Linked DNA regions of Lactuca sativa: region 1 is linked to region 2. A link is a contact called in public Hi-C data. All regions are on one chromosome and are shown on one strand. The core of a region is the stretch at or near the end of the contact, and the rest is flanking DNA. Distances in the headings are between cores, read along the strand shown.

What was found. A called contact is a pair of places that touch in the nucleus more often than the background predicts.
Region 1: a Hi-C map of leaf shows a contact between it and region 2, with 6 times the contacts expected there. The contact joins the promoter of LOC111904549 here to the promoter of LOC111904548 in region 2. A contact is called at or near these places in 2 of 4 Hi-C or Micro-C datasets (both in leaf).

Annotation. Positions count from the first base shown.
Region 1 is chr3:81,233,385-81,236,256 of Lsat_Salinas_v11, forward strand. LOC111904549 (ethylene-responsive transcription factor ERF118) reads right to left here and starts at 1,576. Exons shown (of 2, transcript XM_023900302.3): 1 at 1,100-1,576; 2 at 1-1,008. The coding sequence starts at 845.
Region 2 is chr3:81,101,553-81,104,352 of Lsat_Salinas_v11, forward strand. LOC111904548 reads right to left here and starts at 1,437. Exons shown (of 1, transcript XM_023900301.3): 1 at 1-1,437. The coding sequence starts at 1,337. The coding sequence ends at 309.

The sequences.
Region 1 (2,872 bases), core at 326-2,825, 130 kb after region 2:
TCATCGATCTTCAATGTGTTCATCCAAGCAAGTTCTTCCTGATCAAATTCTTCAAAATCCCAATCAGGCAAATTGCTAGCTTCATCACCATCAAACCCAATGAGCTCAAAATCATCAAGATCGCCAAATTGATTACCAGGTGGTAAAATTTTGTCCAAAAACGCAGCATCAAGTTCCAATCCAAGATCAAATTCTTGATCAATTTCGGGAAAATTAGTTGTTTCTATTTTCTTCATCTCATCACCATCACCATCTGTCTGCTTGATATTACAACAAACAGCTGAAATCGAACTCCCGGAATCTTCAAAAACGGTATTCTTTTCAGGTTGAGAAACCAGAGCATGATCAGGGTTATTACTGTTAATCTTGAGAGATTCGGCAATTTTATCGAATTCAAGCCTTTTGATTGAATAAGCCATGGAAGCTTCTTCAGCAGTGTTATAAGTGCCAAGCCAAAGCCTTCTTCCCTTGAACGGATCACGGATTTCCGCAGCCCATTTACCCCATTTTCTCCGGCGAACTCCTTTGTATTTTGAAACAGACGCTGCCGGAGTTGGAGGAGATGAAGGCTTACTTAGGGTTTTAGACAAACCCTTCTTCTTTTTCCCAGTGTTGTTTTCTCCATTGTTGCTACCTTGACAAGAACTCTCAGTACAGATATTTCCGTCGCCGATCAATGGAATCTTGATTTCCCGGACAATCTTCTTTGATCCGTAGGGTTTTTTGTTGGGATTATCATCATCGGATGAATCAGTTAAATCAGGATCATGACAAATGACTCGAATTGTTCTCATGGGTTTGTTTGATTCTTGAAACTTGGCTTTATTCTTCCAAAAACCAACCATTTGTATACCCCAAAAAAAGAAAAAAAATAATAATAATAAACGAAACTTGAACAAAACTCAGGTAGTGACTTATGACTATGTAACAGGCCCTCCGAAGAACACAAAAAATTTGAAGAATCGTTTTATGTGAAATCGACCAAAACCGTTTACTCCAGAAGAAATCCTGCAAATGAACAAAAACCCACAAAATTGAATCAATAAAAAGTCAAAATTTAACGAAATCAGAGACGAAAGGGTTTTAGGAAGCCTCGTACCTTTTTTGCCTCAAAGGCATCGAAACAGTAGAAGGAGAAAAGAGAAACCTATGGTGAGTGAAACAACAGAAAGAACAGATGAACAGAGCAGATGAAATACAGAGCTTCAATGGAGCCCTAATCACAACCAATGAATTTACCGACATAAAACCAGCTCTTCTTTCTCTCAATCCAAAACAACTGTTTTCTCTCTCTTTTCTCTCTCGCTCTAAAACCCTTCAAGGAACAAACGTAGAAATTGGAGAAGACGGAAGGTTTATATAGAAAAAAGAAGAGAAAAACCCTAATAAAATGGAAAGTGAAAAACCCTAGTGTGTTGTTTGTGAAAGTCAGAGTAAAGATGAGGAATCTATGGCCAAGATTAGACTGTGAAGAAGATGTACAGTGAAATTTGACTGTGGTTTACCCAATCGGGTGGAGAGAGAAACATAAGTTTCGATTTAGGAAACGCAAATGCGAAGAAACATAAAGGAAATGTTATTTATTTGCATAAAGAATGGCATGAGTCATGACTGTGGATTTTAATGTCTTTTTCTATTCTCGACTTCGTGAAACGTTTCATTCACTCCGTCTTCCTTGTTCCAAACGGTCAAAACGTATTAAATGGATCGTACGGAAGGTAAGTTTTTCTTTTATAAATGTTGTTTGACAAACATAAGAGGTGAGAAGATGTATTTTGCTCCCGGGCTAATAGTCGGTATCGTCGGCTACATGGTTCTACTGTAAATTTGTACCGCCAAATTGAAGATGGCATAAGTTATAACCCGTTTGAACTCGATCATATCTCTCTCTCTCTTCTTTAATCTTTAAGAAACCGTAAATTTTAGTTTCTTTAGTTTCATACTTCCATTCAATTTCTCTACGATTTCATTTTCATTTTATCCGAATCTATTTTAAATGGATTCTCGTGGCAAATCCAAAAAGATGATTTTAACCGAAGACGCAACCAATGCAACTTAACCGTTTATCAAGATTTGCCATTGTTTATTCTGAAAACTCAAACCACCCACAATACCAACATTATAACAACAATATAACCTACTCTAGATGCAACAATAATATAACCGATCATGTTTTTCGTTAGATAATACCGCTTATAATCTTTATACCTAGTTTTCTCAATCAATTCTGAAAACTCAATTCCAAAATTCTCTTCCCAGAGCATCGAAATTTTGTGAAGCGCAAAACCTATAATCTGAAGAATCTAGCAACAAACTCACTCACATCCAAAACGAAGAAAGAAGGGAAGAGCCCGAACCCATCGCCGAGACCACATAGGATTACGAATGCTAAAAGTCAAAGAAATGGACTGAAAAAATAAGAGGGGTCGTTGGCTAAGGTGTATATCAACGTATCTGAAGATAAGGAATGGGACAATCAACAATTGTTTAGACACTAAATGAACTCCAAATGGAATGGCGGACTGTAATTAAATGAAAAGAAGGTCTCGGGCTTTAAAGGCTGAAATATGGACCTAAAATGAATATTTTTTTTTGGCTAGAAGTATAAGGCTTAAGAATTAAATAGTTAGTGTTGAGCTAGGATCGATTTGGACTTATGTTGATTAGGCCTTGCTGGACCAGACATTTCAAAATGTGACACATAAGGTGTCGTAGCACGAATGTCGGTGCAGCCCAATCCATGATTTTAGGGTTTCTCCCGTATTTAATGGCATTCTTTCCGAGTTTTAGGTCATTTGCAGACCCTTTCAACTCAAAGAGTCTCTTTGGAGTAAACCCTACCTACATATTGTTCATCCTTCATTTCTTTCAA
Region 2 (2,800 bases), core at 187-2,686:
TGAATTTGAAACTGAAACATTTATTATCTTTCAATGTATAAAGTTCAAAGAATGTAAATCTGCAATATCAAATTGAAGAGCTCAAGGAATGTAGAACCACAAAATGCAATTGTCATACACAGGTCTTGACTCCATGGAAGAAAAGAAAAGAAGAAAAGGAAAGGAAATGTTACTGGGAAAGCAGGAAAGACTCAACAAATGATATTCGTATACCAGTGACTGTTGCAGAATTAAAAACATGTACAATCGCTGCAGTCAGCAAATAGGTAATTGGAGTCACATAAACAGCTTCTTGCCCTTGTTGTTAATCAGCAGATCCTCAGGTCATCATCCAGCCTGCTGAATTGACCCAACAGATTGCCATTGTTATCTATCACAAGCATACCAATGCCCAAACCCAACCATGGTGGCTTGTTTCCTTCTTCTGTATCTACATTTTCACTTAATTGACCTTCCTCCGTAGCTGTGTTTCTTCCTTTCTCCTCTGTTGATACTTCCATGGAAGTGGTGGTGGTGGTGGTGCCGCTGATTGTTTCATCGCCACCACCACCGCCACCGCTCGTCTCGGTCTTTGAGGATTTACGAGATGAGCCACTTTCTGATCCGAATGGGGCCATGTAACCCGGCCTCAAACCCATCTTCATCGATTGGAGTGTATTTGAAGCCTCTTCTTCAGCATCACATGTATCATCAGACTGGATGTTTGAATTGATTACCGGGTTATGAACATTGGCACCCCATCTATCCCACTTCTTCCAATGAACCACTTTCGATTTCGCAATTGGGGCGTGATCCGGAACGACCCGACCCGACAAACGCGTCTCCTTCTCCTCCCCCTCCGTAGAGTAATGATCTGCCTCCTGAGAAACCTGTGTCGACGATTCGCCATCGGATTTGGGTCGAATTGGGGCAGAAGCCGACAATCTTGCTTGAAACTCCTGCTTCTTGGTCGTATACGCTTTCGATGCTTCTTCCGCGGTGTTATATGTACCCAACCAAATTCTTTTTCTGCTAAATGGATCACGGATCTCAGCCGCCCATTTACCCCACTTTCGCAATCGAACTCCGGTTAATTTCTTCTTTCCGGTTTGATCCGCCGAATCCTTCCGCTCCACAGGTTCCTCGGCTTCATCAGATTTGACCCCAATCACAATTTCACAAACAATTCGGCGTGGCGATGATCGCTCTCCGCTGTCAGCTTCATCCGATGATGAGTCGGTGGCTTCAGGGTCGGAGCAGATGACTCGAATTTTCCTGAGACTTTTGCCGGTGAATTCTGGTTGTTCCTTGTTGGTGACGTAATTTCTCAGCCTCTTGCTTACACGGTGTTCCGCCATGGCTGTTGATTCCCTAGGTTTTCTTCTTCGCTGTTACTTTGCTTGCTACACACACAAAAACACGCAGAGATGGATGGTGGTAAAAGAGAAAGAGGGGGATATATTCGAGGGTTTGTAAAGTTTAAACTCTAGACCGACGGAATATTCTTCCGTGTTATGTGTGTGAACTGTGAAGCTTCTTGAAGTTGGGCCTTCAAATTGGGCCTAGAAATTAGCCCATACATTAGAGCCCAAAGAATAAACCGATTAGTTAAAAGTAACTTGTGAGTTGTGAGTTGTGAATTGTGATTATGGGGAACCGGTTTGGGCCGGGTTTATTTTTCTTAGCATTGATATTGTGTTAGTAGAAGAAATATTTTGATTTTTGGATTCCATATTTTTTGATGGGACCAAAAAGTTTATCTGGATAAATTTCGTCCAGTGTTATCATATGTAACATATTTAAAAAATTTCGTTCTAACAACCACAAACAATTGAGAAATTGTGTTGATTAAAAAAATATCTTTCGGAATATAATAAGACATACTTTTTTAATATTAGGCTATTCTAATAAATGAAAGTTTTTTTTTTCTACTTGTCATATTCTCATTCAATTTGGCACATGTAATTTTATAGTAATTTTAAATTAATTTTTATTCTACTTGTCATTTTATGGTTTTTCTATTTTATTAAATGTCAAATATTATTTAAGTCTAATAATAAATGAATATCAATTTTATTAATGGACTTTCCTTCTAATTTCAAAATTACTAAATTAAAGTTTTATTAATTTCTTTTATTTATTTTTTTATCTAAATTATTTGTTTAAATTTAAAAGACAAAAAAAACACTTTAATTTTTATAATTCAATTCTCACTTTTCTTATAAATTTAATCTTCCCAAATATTTTGAATTTTATATTAATTTCTTTTAAATAAACTCATGTGATACATTGGTCTCACACCTAGTAAAAAAGATATACGGATGGTGATGATACTTTGGATCTAAATTTATGTCGGAAGATTGTGAAGTTTTTGAACATGAAAATAGTTTTTATTTAAGTAGGTTGTGTTTAGTTTTGGAAAATTATTTTTAGGTTTATAGGAAATTTTCAAAAAATAATAAATTTGATACTGAATAATTCTTCATATATTCAAAAGGAGATTATAAAAGCTTATATATATATATATATATATATATATATATATATATATATATATATATATATATATATATATATATATATATAGAGAGAGAGAGAGAGAGAGACAAAAAAAAAGTCTAGCGAACCAACAAACTATGCATCAATCAAATGCATAAGTTTTTTCATCTGCCTTCATTGTCGATTTGTTGATTGAAGTCATAAATTGATCATTTTCAACTATCAAATGAGTCAATTTCCTTTTAGATATTTCAATTTTGGAATAAAAATAGGGGTACAAAATTAATGACATACGAAAATAAGAACATGTTGGATGCTTGAT